Regions from separate parts of the Mus musculus genome. Here all the other regions are linked to region 3. Evidence: chromatin contacts called from public HiCAR-type, HiChIP or PLAC-seq and promoter capture Hi-C data. All regions are on one chromosome and are shown on one strand. Each heading gives the region's core, a stretch centred on a gene start, on an enhancer-like site or on the middle of the called end of the contact. The rest is flanking DNA. Distances are from core to core; before and after follow the strand shown. Region 1 holds the start of Abca1 (ATP-binding cassette, sub-family A (ABC1), member 1). Region 2 overlaps Abca1 (ATP-binding cassette, sub-family A (ABC1), member 1). Region 3 holds the start of Fsd1l (fibronectin type III and SPRY domain containing 1-like). Region 4 has its middle 22 kb from the start of Lexis1. Region 5 has its middle 8.1 kb from the start of Mexis. Region 6 holds the start of Lexis1 (a long non-coding RNA gene).

What was found. Promoter capture Hi-C pulls out the DNA fragments that hold promoters and counts their contacts. HiCAR-type assays count read pairs that join an accessible place to other places. HiChIP or PLAC-seq counts read pairs in DNA pulled down with a chosen protein or histone mark.
Region 1: a contact with region 3 is called in an H3K4me3 HiChIP or PLAC-seq map of embryonic stem cells, with 4 times the contacts expected there. The contact joins the promoter of Abca1 here to the promoter of Fsd1l in region 3. A contact is called at or near these places in 9 of 39 promoter capture datasets (the C10 cell line, the HPC-7 cell line, cranial neural crest and 3 more), 3 of 484 Hi-C or Micro-C datasets (the N1E-115 cell line and embryonic stem cells), 3 of 115 datasets of contacts at active chromatin or transcription factors (astrocytes, embryonic stem cells and stem cell-derived neural progenitor cells) and 4 of 9 other capture datasets (adipose tissue, embryonic stem cells, liver and 1 more).
Region 2: a promoter capture Hi-C map of liver shows a contact between it and region 3, with 2.2 times the contacts expected there. The contact joins the enhancer-like site here to the promoter of Fsd1l in region 3. A contact is called at or near these places in 16 of 39 promoter capture datasets (the 3T3-L1 cell line, 3T3-L1-derived adipocytes, the C10 cell line and 10 more), 6 of 115 datasets of contacts at active chromatin or transcription factors (SST interneurons, embryonic forebrain, embryonic hindbrain and 3 more) and 1 of 9 other capture datasets (embryonic stem cells).
Region 4: a contact with region 3 is called in a promoter capture Hi-C map of liver, with 2.3 times the contacts expected there. The contact joins the enhancer-like site here to the promoter of Fsd1l in region 3. A contact is called at or near these places in 15 of 39 promoter capture datasets (the 3T3-L1 cell line, the C10 cell line, cranial neural crest and 10 more), 5 of 115 datasets of contacts at active chromatin or transcription factors (astrocytes, embryonic forebrain, forebrain and 2 more) and 1 of 9 other capture datasets (embryonic stem cells).
Region 5: a contact with region 3 is called in a promoter capture Hi-C map of liver, with 3 times the contacts expected there. The contact joins the enhancer-like site here to the promoter of Fsd1l in region 3. A contact is called at or near these places in 14 of 39 promoter capture datasets (the 3T3-L1 cell line, the C10 cell line, cranial neural crest and 9 more).
Region 6: a HiCAR-type map of astrocytes shows a contact between it and region 3, with 2.3 times the contacts expected there. The contact joins the promoter of Lexis1 here to the promoter of Fsd1l in region 3. A contact is called at or near these places in 11 of 39 promoter capture datasets (the C10 cell line, cranial neural crest, embryonic stem cells and 7 more), 2 of 115 datasets of contacts at active chromatin or transcription factors (astrocytes and pancreatic cancer cells) and 1 of 9 other capture datasets (pancreatic islet).

The regions. Positions count from the first base shown.
Region 1 is chr4:53,158,538-53,161,237 of GRCm38.p6, forward strand. It overlaps Abca1 (ATP-binding cassette, sub-family A (ABC1), member 1), which reads right to left and starts at 1,358. Exons shown (of 50, transcript NM_013454.3): 1 at 1,139-1,358.
Region 2 is chr4:53,132,861-53,135,560 of GRCm38.p6, forward strand. It overlaps Abca1 (ATP-binding cassette, sub-family A (ABC1), member 1), which reads right to left. Exons shown (of 50, transcript NM_013454.3): 3 at 62-155. Among named protein-coding and RNA genes, the nearest start is that of Abca1, 26 kb to the right of the region's middle. Within about 2 kb of position 1,336, at least 14 of the 459 cell types and tissues checked have an H3K27ac peak or open chromatin away from gene starts, as enhancers often do. A contact at or near this core is called in liver, where this site is marked.
Region 3 is chr4:53,630,156-53,632,880 of GRCm38.p6, forward strand. Fsd1l (fibronectin type III and SPRY domain containing 1-like) reads left to right here and starts at 1,316. Exons shown (of 13, transcript NM_001195284.1): 1 at 1,316-1,457. The coding sequence starts at 1,443.
Region 4 is chr4:53,195,073-53,197,772 of GRCm38.p6, forward strand. No RefSeq gene overlaps it. Among named protein-coding and RNA genes, the nearest start is that of Lexis1, 22 kb to the right of the region's middle. Within about 2 kb of position 1,354, at least 288 of the 459 cell types and tissues checked have an H3K27ac peak or open chromatin away from gene starts, as enhancers often do. A contact at or near this core is called in astrocytes, embryonic stem cells, forebrain and 3 more, where this site is marked.
Region 5 is chr4:53,276,957-53,279,731 of GRCm38.p6, forward strand. No RefSeq gene overlaps it. Among named protein-coding and RNA genes, the nearest start is that of Mexis, 8.1 kb to the left of the region's middle. Within about 2 kb of position 1,340, at least 85 of the 459 cell types and tissues checked have an H3K27ac peak or open chromatin away from gene starts, as enhancers often do. A contact at or near this core is called in liver and pre-B cells, where this site is marked.
Region 6 is chr4:53,217,005-53,219,704 of GRCm38.p6, forward strand. It overlaps Lexis1 (a long non-coding RNA gene), which reads right to left and starts at 1,357. Exons shown (of 8, transcript XR_390567.4): 1 at 347-1,357.

The DNA of each region.
Region 1 (2,700 bases), core at 108-2,607, 470 kb before region 3:
CCCAAGAACCTCATTGAGCAACGGTCTGGGAGTCAGGAAACAAACAAACAAACAAAAAACAAAAACAAAAAAGAAAAAAACAACAACATGAAAACATAGACTGGCTTTCTTGGCCTCGGGTTTCCTCCCAGTTTGGAAACACCAGTTTTGACCAGATTCACAGTGAAGCAAAAGGACTAGAGACTCTCACTCCGCACCAGGCCATACCTAGGCTACCCGGCCAGGAGGCGCTGCGGGCCAGTCTCCAGGGGCCACCCGCAGGCCGCCCAGCCCCCACCCCCTGGCGGCGGAGCCCGGCCCAGCACCCGAGCTGCGAGTTCTGTGCTGCCCGATGGGGTTACTTGCGGTCATTCGGCTGCACAACCTAGCCCCAGCTTCCCAATCGGTGCTCAGCCCGAAGTCTCCCCAAGGGAAGACTAGCAAAAAGCAGTAAGATGAGGGTGGATTGGGCACCCCAGTTTCGGGTTTCTGCAGACTCTCTTAAGTTTTCTGTCTTTAGAAGGAACAAAAGTGGTCTCCCACTTTGCGCCAGGGACTGCAGCCCTCCAGAGCGCAGGAAGCCTGTGGGCAGGACCCCGGAGTCGAACAAAGCCCAGAGAACTCAAGCAGCAGTAACATAAAAGACCCCGTTTAGGACACTTCCTACTAGAGTTCTTTGGAAACAAGGACATGCAGTCCCAGTCCCGGGAAGAGAACCTCCAAGTCAGAGGCCAACACAAACCAGTTAAATAATGGAGTGAGGACTCAGATGTGACACTTGTGGGCGACGGCCTACCCCGCGCCAGACAAAAGGAGACCCTTTGTAGAGGATTCCCTTCTCCCTACCCCACTGGCTGTACCCCGAGGACGTCCGGGAACCTTGGCTCACACTGCGCCCAAGAGGCGAGTCTCCGACGCCGGAGATGCTCTCGCTGGTCTCCGATTCCGGGAGACCCGAGTGCGGCAGTTCTGAGTCCCAGGGTCGACAGGGCCCGTCCCAGAACATTCTTTCCCTGTTTATGCCTCCCCTGTACTATTTGCATCCCCAGAAGTAAGGTACATGGGAGTTCGAGTCCCCCCAGTGTCCCCAAAACGGAGAGCTTCCCAACGCTTCCTTGGCCCCGAAACAAAATGCCCAAGTCACTGAAGAACCTCTTACCTGTTTTCCACTTTGCTGTTTGAGTCTGTTTTCCCTACCCCTGCACAAACCCTTCCAGAAAGGGGAAGAAAAAAGTGGGGGGAAACAGGGAGCAGAGCAGCTCCCCAAGCCGGCTGTGGTTGCGCGGGTCCCGCGGCGCCCCCTGCCCAGCTTTGCGCTGCGCCGCGGAGAGAAGTGGGCTCTGCCGGTCCCGGCCCGCTCGCTCGCCCTCGGAATTACTGGTTTTTGCCGCGACTAGTTCCTTTTATAGATTCGGCTGTGCCGAGCGCCGGGGTTACTACCGGTCAAACGCTGTTCTCTCCCTCTTTCCCCCGCCCCCTTCCCGGCCTCTGTTTATGTAGTTCAGTCACTCAGCAGAAAGCACGTGGAGACATGGCCCGCCCCTTAAACCGGCGACAGTGCGCCGCCGCAGCGGGCACTGGGGGCGCATGGTGAGAGCTTTGTGGGGCCCGCTTTCTGTAGCCCTGGCCCTGACCTGCTAGCCTTCGGGAAACGGGAAACTCCGGACTTGCGCTGAGCCAGGGACTCCACATTCCCGGCAGAGGAGGAAAGGGGAAAAGCTCGTTCTCTAAACTCCTCTTTCTGCAATTGTTTGGGGTTTTGTGGGTGTTGCTTTTTGAGTTTTGTTTGTTTTGTTTGTGTGTGTATGCCCTCTTCCTCTCTCCCTCCCGCTCTCCCTTACTCCCACTCTCCCCCCTCTCCTTTTGTTAGTTTGCTCAGCCCCCAACTTGGGAAGGAAAACTCCCCACCCCACCCCACCCCCAGATGCCAACCATTTTCGGTCTCTTCCTTTTCTTCCTTTAAAAGTCCTAGATTGGGGGAAGGGATGTGGAATGGACAGTGAATATCAGCCTATTTTGGTGTCTGCCTCAAACCTTTACATTGATTTTGAAGAGAAGATCTCTACCTTCCAGGGACCTAGTCTGCACCTTCTACACACACACACACACACACACACACACACACACACACACACACACACCTTCCAGGGACCTAGTCTGCACCTTCTACACACACACACACACACACACACACACACTCCACTAGTAATAGGTACCTATAAGCCACAAGGGGCAGCTGTGGTCACAAGAGTGGGTTTTGATGATGTCAAACGACCAAAGTTAGATAAAGTTTTTCTGCCTCTATTTTATTTGTTTTAATTGAGACAGAGTCTCATGTAGTCTGCTCATAAACTCAATAACCTTGAATTCCTAATCCTCTTGCCTCCCAAGGCCTAAAATTACAGGAACAGAGTACCACACCCACATTTGTACAGTGCGGAGAGATGGAACCCAGCCTCTTGCATAGCAGGCAAGCATTCAGCCAGCTGAGAGCTACATCCTTGGCCCTTGCTTCCTGTCTCTCAAGAGAGAACGTTCTCTCTGCCTCAGAGTTTTCTGAAAATGAATTTCGTTGGAACTTTTGAAGTCCTCGGAAGAAGAGTGCCAACACCAGAATCCTACTGACTGAACATCAGTGCCAATCTCTAGTGACATCCATACCCTATAAACCATTTCCTATGCCAGACTTTTAAAAGTCCAGCACTGGCAAAGAATTTAAAA
Region 2 (2,700 bases), core at 86-2,585, 500 kb before region 3:
ATCTTCACTCTGGATTTTGCTAGCCATCACTGAGACTCAGGCGTGGTCCACAGATACTCACACTCATGTTGTTCGTAGGGTGGGTAGCTCAGGCGTACAGAGATCAGGATCAGGAAGATAAAGAGAGGCCAGGCCACTTCCAGTAACAGCTGACACTGAACAGAAAATAAAACACAAGATCGTGAATTTTAAATGATAACATGGTAGCCAGCTACTACTGGACTGAGAAACCCACAGAGCAATTCAGCAATTGACTGACTTCTGGCACTTCTGACTCCCTTCACTCTCCAAACTTGAAGTGCATTGAATTGTGGGTGGTATCCTGTAACATCCCATTCCACACCTGTGTCTTTAAGGCTCCCTTCTACCCAGGTTTCAAGACTCAGCCATGCTTCTTTCTGCCTGAGCTAGGAAGTCCTCCTGTGCTCACATTCCCACAAACCTAAACAGTTCCTCTCTCACATCTCCCCCAAGCCCGAGATGATCTGCTTCAGTCACTGGCTCCCACATAGCACTCTTAATTAACATCTATCTCAACAGGGACACATTTCATTGTAGAGTACAGTCTTATTAATTGCGATCTGTCATGGTCTCTTGGTATTCCCCCTTCTATGACGAGATCAGAAGTAAACTCTCTCTGGGTAACTGGTACTTTAGAGTATTAGGGGCATTTGGGCTTTTTGTTTTGTTTTGTTTTGTTTTTTGTTTGTTTTTTTAACCATGTTTGTTTTTCCTAGTTTAAATAAGGAACTTTGAATTTTCTAAGAACTTTGGTATGACTTTACATCAAGCTCATTTTGGGATCTTCAGGGAGGAACTGAAACAAGATAGTAGCTATGCATGTTCCAGAACAAAAACATGAAGTTTTTATACTTCCTTCGGTTCGTGAACCCCTACTACCACAAACTATAAAGAGTAGTTTATACAAAGAGCACATTAAAAGAGAAAATGGCAAGGACCAGGGAAGAAAAGACGAATCTTACTAAAGATGTCTGTAAATAATCCCAAAGAAGGAACAAAACCTCTACGTTTGCAAACAACACTCAGCCTCTTCTCTTTTCCTTCATAGAAAATAGATTTACTACTCCTTTGGGAGAGGGTGATGGGCACGGATTGCAAACCATGACACCATACAATTTTTATTGTCCCTTACACCTCTGTAAACTGCTCAGGGGCAGGAGTCGGGGATGACTTTCTACCAGAGAACACAGCCTGGATTTCCTGAACACTGAAAATAACTTCTCTACCAGTAAGGCTGGAGCCCTTCCTCTGAGATCCAGGTATGCTGTGCCTTTATCAGCCTGTGGCACAAGAGCTGTGTTTACATATGAGGCTCTCCCTTCTGTTACTGTGTTCTCAGCAAATCCGCAACATGGTTAAGGGCTAAGCATGACACGGTAAGCATATATTGGGTAAGAGAGTGAACTGAAGCTTTCAAAATCAGAAAGACAGAAACAAAAATCGGCTGACCCCTCTGGGAAAGAAGTTTGGCAATATGCATTCAAAAGGCACATTTACCCCTTTGAACAACTGTCATCCTCCTGAGAATTCATCCGAAGGAGCAAACTAAATAAGAAAACAACTCAATCCCCAAAAGCCGTATACATGATTTGAAGTGCTATAACTGTAAAGTGTTGTAAACAAATAACTCAATCACACAACAAAGGAAAAATGGTTACATAAGCATACATCTAATGGGCAATAATAGATTACTTGGTTATTACAGCAACATTTATGAAACCCAGCTTTCACTATCCAAGAACACAGGACACAGAACCCAATACATTCTAAGCCTGCATCTTTATAAAACCACTCGCACACATTGCTAAGCAAACATAGAAATAAAGCTTTCTATAATGACATGGCTGTGATGAATTACAGAATAATGAAGCCTGAAAAGTATAAAACTGAACAGAGAATATACAGGAAGTCATTCATCTTGACACTCCGAAGCCACTATTTCAACTAACAGGATAAATCGGAGCTACCATTTAGGGAGAGCTCCATATGTACTGGGCTCATTTTACACAGTTGACTTCCATTAATCCTCAGAACATCATTGTGGGCATGGAACCATTATTCTTCCCATTTTATACTGAAAAGTCTACTGCTTAAGGAACGGCCAGCCACAGCACTAGTCAGAGCAGAGCCAAGACCGGCAGCCAGCTGTACTTGATTCCAGAGGTCACATGAAATTCTATTTGACAAAGACAAGCATCTCCGGTAGGAAACAAATAAAATCTCCCTACGCAGCATGGACTAAAAATGTCTACAGGTTCCACAGACACAAGATAAACTAACACCCTGCAGACAGGTAGCCGTTATAGCGAATACTGAACATCTATAGACACTTAGTGATTTGTGTGCCTCTTGTTCCCAACAGTTCGCTCACAAAGGCTGCAATAGTACTATTTTTATAAATGATGATTGGAGGACCAGAAAAATTATGAGCCATTGGAACCCCAATCTTAATGTCTAAATCTGTGCAGTACCCACCAGGCTGCCTCTCACAGTGCTATGCTAGAGACACATGCCTTCTACCTCATCACATATCCGACCCAGTAAAGCAAGCCTTGTGTTCAGGACACCTCTGTAGCCCCACACTTAGCACCACAAAGCAGCATGTGGTCAGAATAGGTTCATCCACTGAAAGAACAGTCGGATGGTACCCACAGCTCTGGCAGCAAAGCACCAGAAGAA
Region 3 (2,725 bases), core at 66-2,565:
TTCTTAACTGTCCTTCTAACTAGATATTCTTCCTCAACCCCTTTCATATAACCCTTACCCAGGTCATTCCTGCGTAATGTCAGGAAATTGCACCCCACCTCTTCGGAGTCTATTAACTCTGTGCAATTTAATTGTTTACTTTATTTCTTCCATTTACCTCATGCAATTTCCTCCTTTGTTAATTTTTTCATGTGTGTGCTTTGGTCGAGGGTATTACAATGTGTGGGCACACAAGTGGGGGCACCTGTGTGCTGGTGTGTGTCTGTGGTCACTTGGCTTTTATGTGGGTACCAGGTTCTGGGTATACAGACTCTGGTACTCATGTCTGCCCACTGATCTATCTTCCTCCTCCCTGATTTCTCTTACAAACTTTTCTTCTAACAGCCTCATGGATTTGTATTGTCATTTCCCACCTTAGATTGTAAGCTCTTTGAGAAGCAGGCCTTTTCACTGAGGATTTGTGTAGAAGGGCAGAACCGGTTCGTAAGGCTCATTCATACTCGTTTCCCTTTTATTCCATTAGGATGTGAACACCCAGAAGAATTTTTCTTGAGTCACCTAAATGGAGATGAAGCCTGCCTTTCTGGAGAACCTTTCCAAGTCTTCTCCCCAAGCTTTCTGGTCTGCACTGCCAGCTCCACCCGTCCTGAGCAGATTCTAATGTGCTGTCCCACTCTCATTTACTCCATGCTCTGGGGAGTTCAAACACAGGATTTAAGCTGTCCTCTGCGAGGTCTGCATTCATTCTATTTCATTGATGACACAGGTCACGGAAAAAGACTTGCTTACAAGGTAGCAAGATACTAGTAGGGCAAGGTTGACCAGGCAACAAAGCCCATGTGGTCCCATACCCACGTATCTGTAACTTCTTTCTACCCCTTGTCCCAGAGCCCTTTAAGGTTTCCACCACGCTCCCTGAAGACCCTTCCACATGTTTCCGCGGCCTCTCCATCCTAGCGTGTTTATTCCAGCTGGATCACTGGGCCTGGCCTACCAAGGCTAAGTGGAGAGACGCTGCAGGTGAAGGATGCGTCCCGGGCTGAGCTAGCTCCCAGGCTCTCCGCACGACCTGGCTGCTGGGTGCCCAATGGTTCATTGCAAGGCCCGCAGCGATGGCACAGGAAAAAGGATGCAAAGAAAGAAGCAGTTGCAGAAGGAAGACGCAGGCGGCCAGGCAGCGCTCCATCCTCTCCGCCGGTGCGGGTGTCGGCGCACGCATGCGCATGCGTGGCGCGCTCGCACCCCACCCTCCCGCGGGCCGCCCTTTCACCCTGGCAACCGCGGCTCGGTAGCGGCGCGCGCGCGGGTTGGGCGCGGACGGGCGGGATCTCTGCGGGACGGGACAAGGCTGACGGCGGCAGAGGTAGCGGGTCTCTAAGGCTCCTCCAGCTTCTCACTCAGCTCCGGTGACAAGTTCGGCCCGGAGGGCTTAGTCCCTAGCCATGGACTCGCAGAAAGTAAGCGGGGGCGCAGCGCGGGGCCGAGAGGGTGGGCGGGGCGCGCGGGGCTGGGCGCGGAGGACGAGGCCGGGCCTGGGACCCACCCGACCCGACCCGACCCGACCCGACGGGACCTGAGAGCCCGCAGGGAGCGATGGCCGCGCCCGGGACCCCGGACGACCTCTGTCCTGCTCTTGGCTCCGGGAAGGCACTGCGGGGAGGAAACCGCGAGCCGCACCCGGGTCTCTGCCGCCCTCTGCGGGCGCTAGGCCCCTTTCTTCCCGCTGCCCGCGGCGTGCTCCGAGGGTGGGTCCCTCCTCGGTTGGAGTGAGGACCAAGGCTCGGCCTCGCGTGGGGGGATCCCCGCCCGCGCGGAAGCTGGTGTCTCTTTTCTTCCACCGTGTCTTCAGCATGGTCTCTGCGCTGTAGGTCCGGGGACTGAATCTCCTTTGTACATCTGCCCACTGCCTTGCTAGTGGTTTATTTATAAGCAGATCTCAGTGTTTGCCTAATTGAGGAAAAAGGCAGTTGTCAGGGCCGCTGCCCCACCCTCGTCCTTCAGTTGGTGAGGCTGGCCAGTAGTCTTGTTTCGGAATGTTTAGTACTTTGAGAACAAGTTTAAGGAAAGAGTTACACAATAGCCTTTTTTAATTAAGCAAATAGTGCACTGAATACAATTGCAACTGAATTTTTAATATTCAGTAGTAATTCCTGTATTAAAAAAGTAAGCCACCTTGCTATCTTTGTTATGTTATAGTGTAATTGCAATACATTGCGGTATAGGAAAGAAAAACACAAGTGTTATTAATAATACATCAGGGAAAACAAGGGCATTTCTAAGAGGCCATTCTTTTTTTATTATTGCATAGAAAGTGCCAGAAAGAGTTAGAGAAAAACTGCAATTCTTACCTGGATTCATCTTTCTGAGCTTGCCTTGAGACCCATTCATTTGGGTATATCCAATTATTATTTCCACAACTATACTATAGTATCTTTTAAAGAGATTACTAGTATGTCTAAGAATGTGTATTTTGAGTGTGTATAAATTTAAAGGATTCTCTGTTAGGCTGATAAAACATTGCATGACTTATTAGAGGAAAGGCATCATGTGATATTTAAGTGGGCATTAGCAAAGGTCAAAAGGAAGAAGAGCAAGTGCCTGGAGAATCCGGAAAGATGAGTTTCAGGGTGCAGTGTGTTTGCTACCTGTATGCAGCGCACATTCCTCTCTTTCATCTTCTGTTCTGTAGAAATAAGAAAAGAATATACTATTAGAAAGTCTGGAT
Region 4 (2,700 bases), core at 104-2,603, 440 kb before region 3:
CCCTTAGAGGTCCTTACATTCTATTTGTTTGCAAAATTTAAAAAAGGGAGAGTTGGCAGCAGGGAGAGGTTGTTTATTAGTGCCAATAAGAACTCAGGGTTAGTTAGGAGCTGGGGTGGGAAGAGAGTTGGGGACGTCTTCACTTTCAGTGCCTTGAACCAATAAGATGCCAAGAAGAATCTGATCAGAGTAACTACCCAGCTCAAGGAAACCACTGTCATTGCTTTGTTAGAACCAATGGCACCTTCTAGAACAGTGGTTTCCAACCTTCCTGATGTTGTGACCCTTTAATCTAGTTGTTCATGTAGTGGTGACCCTCAATCATAAAATTATTTCGTTACTACTTCATAACTGTAATGTTGCTGGTGCTATGCATAGTATTGTAAATATGCAGGATACCTGATATGAGACCTCTATGAAAAGGTCTGGGGTGTGGGTGGGGGTAGGTGTGGGGGCAGGGTTGTGACCCCCAGGTTGAGAACCGATGTTCTAGACTATGCTACCAGAGAACATTTTTGTTGTTGTCTTCCTGTAAGAAAAAGCAAAGCAGTATTTGAAAGCGTTCTATTTGAAGAGTATGTCACAATGTAAATCATTTTTTAAAAATATGCACTTTGAAGGCATGCTATGTTTTAAAGACACTCCATTAGAAGAAGTAGAAAACGAAAGCAAAATTTTAAATCAAGTTTTTACTTTATCCACTGGTTCTCTTTAAAGAATTCCTTGTGGGTCACGCTGAGTCTTAATAAGTGGGACACTAAGTACTGCCTATGGATACCAGTAACAGAAAAACAATTGTGTTGACACAACAGGTTTTACAGATGGTATTTTCTAAGTTTTTTATTTGTTGAATGGACAACTTAGGATTTGTGGAGCTAGAGCTAGAGAAAGAGCTGATGAACTTCAAAACAGGCTTGGAATGCTTAACCGGTGTCCTTTCTAATGAACTGACTGCTAGTTCATTGACAACAGCAGATCTAAAAGGATTCTGCTCGCAGGCCTCCTGTGGCTGGAACACTCCAGCTGGCTAGCTCTGCAGAGATCTGGCCCCAAGAGGTCTCGCCGCTTTAAGCGTCCTAGGCCTTGGACACGCCCACCAGAAAGCCAAACACAAAGCGCGGTGTCTGCTGGAAGTTGTAGTTCCAGACCCTAGCAAGTCTTGACTCGTCCTCTCCTTCCATTTCATTGACTCTTAACAGACCACAGACTCTGAGACCGCTTCAGATTACGCATTGATCATTTCAAGGTATAAGATGAGAGGAATTTTCTTTAATCACCGGATCTGGGCGCTGCTGCTGCTGCTGCTTAGAAAGTATCTGGAAGGCGCGCATGCGCGTGAAGGTAGACAACACAGCCTCTGACTCCCCTAGAGCTGGGATGAAGGGGACTTAGGCCCTGTATATAGTAACAGTTTGTGATAGTGTGGTTTGCAGGTTGTGACGGAAACCGAGGAAGGCAGACGGTCACGTTAGGACCCCATCTGGACTTCTAGGACACTTCCACCTTCTAGTTGTTCCCAATTTGCAGAATTGCAGTTTTTTCCATATCCCTTCATCTCTTTATGGAAAGGCTTTCCCTGCGGCGTTGTGAAATCCTCAGCTCTTCAGCCAAGGCCTTTTAGCCTGCCTGGAATTCAAACTGTCTCTCCTTGCCAGCTTCAGGTCATTCCAGGCAGCAAAAGGCACGGGCTGTACAGGCGTTGCTACTGCTGCTCTTCCTCGTCTTGCAAAGCTGGAGCCAGCCAGATAGAAGCTTGGATACCTGAAGCTTAGAAAGTGTTTGGAAGGAACGCAAGCGATGCGCATACATGATAGATAAGTAAATGCATAGATTAGATGTCTTTAATTCTTAAAGGGCCTCTCATAGCTTTCCTGTGTTCTTTGAGGTGGCAATTGTTATGCAAAAGAGCGGGTGAGAATCTATGACTGTAGTCAGTGGCAGAACCGCCAAACTGAAAGTTGTAGGAGTTACAAATCTGCTTTTCCATCATATCAAAGTAGACAGAGCTAAAGGGGACCAAGGCTGCACCTGATGTTGACTGCCTTTCTGAATAGCCAGTCCAGACCACAGCCGCTCTTAAAGTAGTGAGCAATTGCCTTTCAGTGAGTGAATCTCCTTCCAGCAAATACAGAGGATGTTGCTTGGAGACATGCTTAAGACTGAGCAAACACGTTGTGCTGGACTCTGGAAAGAGAAGCATTAGATTTTAGCTAAGGGAGTGACCAGGTTATGCTCTAAAGTGCCCTTCATTTCTCAGAGAGAAGAGTGAGCCACACTGTCTGTGTATTTGCAATCTCCCATTCTGCAAATGTAGTGCTGTTATTCCTTGCATCAGCAATGCTAACACAAATGTCAAATAGGCATATAAGTGATGAAATCCCCTGGCCTTGTTGCCCATGTCTCTAACCTCAGCACTGGGAAGGCAGGCAAATAATAGATCTCTATGAGTTCTAAGTTAGCCTGCTCTATTATCATGAGTTCCAGGCCAGCCAGGGCCTCCTAGTGAGAATCCGTCTCAAACAACAACAAAAAACAAAGTGCAGGAATCCTCTATCTGCTCTTCAGGTTGCACCAGTGTGGGTCAGGAGAAGGAGAGATGAAAACAGAGGTGTAGATCATACAAAATCGAGGGGCAAGGCATACAGAGCTGCGTAGAAGAGGGTGTGCAGAAAAGCAGTATTTGTTATGAGGGGATCTCTG
Region 5 (2,775 bases), core at 90-2,589, 350 kb before region 3:
GACCCTTCAAGGATATAAAACAAAAGAGTAAAGAGGAAACCAAACAGGCTTGACATCTCACATTCCAGCACTCAGGAGGTGAGGTCAGGAGAATTTGAAAGAAGTTCAAAGTTATCCTTAGCTAAATGTTGAATTTAAGGTAAGCTTGAGCTACATGGCATGCTGTGGAAAGTAAGAAAAAAAGAAAAAGAAAGAAAGAGAGAGAGAGAGAGAGAGAGAGAGAGAGAGAGAGAGAAAGAGAGAGAGAGAGAAAAGATGGGGGAGGGAGAGGGTAAAGAAGGAAGGAGGGAGCCAAACAGGTAGGAAGAAAAGAGGCTGGGAGAGAAGGAAGAAAAGAAGGAAGGGAAGAGAGAAGGACGGAAGGAAGGAAGGAAGGAAGGAAGGAAGGAAGGAAGGAAGGAAGGAAGGAAGGAAGGGAAAATTCACATGATTTACTTTCTAGAAGGTATTTTGCCCAATACCTTCCTCTATTTTCTAAAACTTGGACTGTACATGAAAAAGGGGAATAAGGCAGCATGCTGTGTTAGCAGCAGATAAATTCTAAAACTCTGGAAGTAAGTTCATTATGGAATTCAAAATCTTCAGATCATGTATAAATTTGTAATTCTTACAAATGTTTGGTTTGTGATTTTTCATAAAGTCATGGGTTGCTTTTATGATAAGGAAGCAGCTAGTGTCATACTTTTAACATTATTATTTTACAAGATGACAGATTGAAAACTAGACAAAATCATGCAGGAGGCATCTCAGCAGAGTCAGGAATCTGGGCATCCCTCTGCCAGACAGGGTTTGTTTTCTTGACCGGAACTCTTCTCAGAAAGAGATGAACTCTGGTGAGCCTGTTGTTTATGTGACAGAGCCCATCAGTTTTGTTCTCCACGCACCTTCTACTCCTCTGGGACCTCTGTGCCTCTAAGCAGCCTCTGAGCTGCCACAAACCTACCTCTTTCTCCATTTCACTTTAGGTTCTCTTGCCAAGGCTGCAGAGATTGGCTCTGCTACTTAACTGAGCTGGGATGTGCTATTAAATCTCTCACCCATAAAAGGGAGATAATCCTCCCTTGGAGTGGAAGAAGAAATTATTCACGGCATTGCCACATGCCTCTCTCTGCCCGTCTCCCAAGAAGACTTAAGCACTAACCCAAGCTGTATTTTTGTAACTGTGTCTGCGAATGGTGGGGACTCTGGCTTCAAAGCCACAGCGACTGTGGTTCCCCTTTTCTGCCCTATCTATGCCCCTGGGGAAAGGTAATCAGCAGAGCAAAACCTTCAGTACAGAAAGCGACAGAGCCACCTCACAGTCACCCCTTTGATTTCCTGCCAAGTAGACTGGGACAGCCCACAGCTTGAATTTAGGTGAAGGGACAAAAAAGGATTCTGACAGCTTCGCTGAGTTCATATCACAGGGATCTGTACTGCGGTTTTGACATAAGCCTGGCTTTCTCTTCATATTAGGAGATCAGGATGCACTTCTTCAAAATGCCGGATATCACGAGCTCTCACAACGGTATGGAAAGACCTCAATGAGACTAACAGTGAACCCCTTAGAGAGGCTTCTAGGAGGAGCTCTCTCTCCTCTTCTGTGTGTCCCCTTCCCTCCTCTCCTTCTTTTCTTCTTCCTTCTTCACTTCGGCCTCAGAAGCAGCCCTTCTCTAGTCACCATAACCTTCACCGTACTGACCTGTAAGGCCTCGATTTACCAAACCATGAGTGCTATATTTTCCTCCTGCATTTAATTCCCAGTGCCAAGCATGGAACCTGGTTTACTGTGCTCGTTTAGTATTTGACAGATTGAAAGAATGAATGAATGAATAAATACCTCTCACACTAAGTGTAACTCTTTACTTATACTAACAGATTTTCTAGTGGCCCTGCTATAGTGGCTCCTGTCTCAGTTAATAAGCTACTCAAGCTTTCCAAGTTTTCTGTCCATAAAATGTACTGAGCCTCTTTCTCTAACAATTCATATCTAATCCAGGAACAAGCCCAGTGGCTCACGTTATACCCAGTATTCAGCCTCATTGTTGAATGAATACTGAACGAATGAATGAATGAATGAATGAATACACTATAGCAAGGTCACACCTAGAAAATCCGTTAGTGTAAAGAGTTACACTTAGTGTGAGAATGAATTCATTCATTCTTTCAATCTGTCAAAGCCAGTAACTTCTAGAGTCTATTTTTAATACAAGAAATCATGTTAAAAAAACAAAACAAAACAACATTAGATCAGCTTACTTTGGTGTCTAAAACGTGCCAATGGCTTCTCATTGTGCACAAAGACAAGCCAACATCATTACCAAGACCCTCACATCTTCCATTCCTCCCCCTCGTTGCTCTGACTTCACCCCCCACTTTCCCCAGACAAGCCAGCTTGGCTCCAGCCATGTCTGCCTCAACTTAATTGTTCAAGCCTGCCAGACATGCTCTCACCTCAGCCCTCTGGAGTGCAGGTTTCCACCCCTTAGGTGTTCCAGCCTGTGGCTATCAGACGGACTTATCTCTGGGGCTTCTAATGGCAGACATTCTGGCCAGGAAATTTGAAAGGCAAGTTGAATCTCCTTGTAACAAACAATCAGTCCAAACCCTCCATCCACATGGTCACAGAAGGCCTGGAGGCTGGTAATGTAGCTCTGTGGTAGAGGCTTAAATAACGTGTGAAGTTCATCATTGAGCCAGCATTGAGAACAGTCGAGATATTCTCTTCCTAAGTGTGTTGCAGCTCAGTCAAATGGTTACACAGTGACTTTGGGGTTCGGAGACAGTGGCATTCAG
Region 6 (2,700 bases), core at 107-2,606, 410 kb before region 3:
AGGTGTGTGCCTGTGAATCTGTCCTTTCTTTGGGGGGAATGAACTACATACTTTGCCTCAATGTAATGTCCCGAAAAGTTGTCATCTTTCAAAAAAACCTAGCAGACCTCAAAATGTCCACTCACACAACACAGGCCTCACTTTGAAGGTAATTAATTCAGCTTAGCACTGTTCCCTGGAGGTCTTGTGGGACAGAGGGGCAACATGACACAACGGGCTGAAAATTGTAGAGTTGCTCACCTCCAATGCTAAAAAGCCCAGGGACCATCAGATGAACTACCAAGTTCTACTGTTAACGATGCTTAACCCAGAGATGTAAGGGCGCAGCATAGTCCTTTCACCTTACCTAGAGACAAAGCCCGGTCAAACAGGTATTCTGTTTGCACCTGTTGGGGAGCATTGTCCAACTTCAGAGACCACAGGTCGGTCGGTAGGTAGGGGCTTGAACTCCTGCAGGAAAGGGTATTTTTGAAAATCAGTTTCTCCTTGACCCTCCCAGATTTTTGGGATGCCAGGAAAGAGGGCACTTTCTAGAACAGAAGGACCACCACAGACTCCTATCGTCGAGGCTGGTGTGGATGAGAGCCTCAGACCTCTCCAGATGCCTATGAGTGTTTCCATTATGATGGTTCCTGAGGCCGAGGACATGCCCCTCCTAGCGCCCGCCCCGCCCGCGCGATGCCCGGCAGTAACCCCGAGGCGCACGGCAGCCTAGACGCCTTCAACTAGCGCGATTCCTCTGGTTGCAACCTAGTTGTTAGATCCGGCTCCTCCCGGGCAGAAACTGGAGTGTTGTTTGCACCCACGTAGCTTCTCGCTCGAATGTGCTCCTCTCTAGCTCCGGAGTCAGCCTTGCTCTTTTCCAGGGGCAGTGATCAGGGCGGGGTTGGGGGCGAGGAGATGGGCAGCCCCAAGCTGTGGGAGAGAGGGGAGCGGAAAGTCCAGAAATGGGGGAAGGGAAGGATGGGGCGCCTGGGGGTGTTAGCGGTAGGTGACAACTTTGGGAAGAGGTCCAGGTTACCCTCTCCGGCCTGGGACCGTGCCCACACAGAAATCAAAGCACGTCCGCAAGGCCCACAGCCTTTATTTCCGAGAGTAGCAGAAACCACCACCAAAAAAGAAAGAAAAAAGAAACAACGTTAGGGATGCTTAGCTGCAGCCGGCAGCCAGCTCTGCGCAGGCGCGCAGAGATCCAAGTCTGACCTGGAGTTACCCCGCTAGGCTGCCGCTGCAGAAGTAGGTGAAAGGTAACTAGCAGGCACCGCTGGGCCAAGGCCCAGGCAGGCCTGCTGCAGGACCTGTCCTGTGCCCTTCCAGACGCAGCAAGTTTCTTTAAGCAAGCACTTACTTCTGTGGATGATGCCTGAGCTAAAGTAATGTAAGGATGCCCGAATGGAGGAGATTTGGAGAACTTGGCAACTGGCACTCTGTAAACAAATGAGGACCTGGAATTGTGCAAGGGGTGGAGAAAAACAGTTATGGCATACTATTTAATATGGCTACTATGATGTGGAAAGCGTCACTTGCGTTTTTTAAATTTAGAGATCTGTTGAAGTAATGAGAAAGGAAACTGAGACCCAGGGAGTTCCAGAAACCTGCTCCAGAGTAAATAACAGGTAAATAGAGTGCGTTTTGGCAAGACCTCCGATAAGAAGTTACTCTATCCTTTCTGATGAAGGTACCTGCTACCCTTTGGGTTCTTCGTTCATTGAGGGCAGAAATACTGCTCACACTTGATAAATTTGCTGTTTATTGGAGTGAGCTCATAAAAGAACAGCTAGAGTTTTTTTCAACCCCAGGCGTCTCAAAGAGAAGCTGTCACTGTGTCTGGCAGGCTGAAGTGACTGCTTGTTTGTGACGTTCCCCAACACGAGGGCTTTTATATCCATTCAGCAGCCCTAACTGGCACCCAGTCTGGAATGTGTCCATCGCTGAAAACAGGTGGTAAGCACCGAAGGCGGAGAATGCCTTGCTTCCCCTGGAAATCCTGTACTGAGTCTGGCACAGTCTGCTCAAACTGCTGTGCCACAATACCAGTAAATTTCCCACTGATAAGCCAAGATCAAAGGACTGGCTGGCCCACAGACTGGCATCTCACCTTCTGCTCAGAGAGCAATGAGAGAGAAAAAGAGGAGAGGGAGCCGGGAGAGTATACGAACAGTGGCTTTTCTTGTAAGGTCAGAGCAGTTATAGACATCTGGGAGTCTCCCCATCTTTGGGCTTGGTGGAAGCCATTAGCATCCTTCCCATTACAGTTGCCTATGTAGCTAGAAGCATATCAGACAGGAGGGGAGGGCAGGGACCTGATCCCACTCTTATTACTTCTGTCTATCCCTTAATTCTGGGCTATTCCTCAGAATTGCAAAGAGCTGGAGAGAGCAGCAGGTGTCCTCCCTTCCTGAAGGAGCCTTGGAGACAGAGGAAAGGAAATAGAAGTGGGCCAGCCTCCTCCCACTCCCATCTCTTTCCAAGAATCTGCTCCCTTGAGTGTCTCAGGGAGTTGGAATGTCACCGCCTCATGGGCCCTCCACTGAGTTGCTGCTCAGGCTGATTAAAACAAAGGCTGCAATTGGGCTACCCTTGCCCGAAAGTAACCCTGTCTGCATGCCTTGCTGAGGTGACCAGGGGAGACGTGGAGGCTGTTGGATGCCTCTGTTGCCATTGGCAAGAAGATGGCTGCCTGGAACTTGAATCATTACC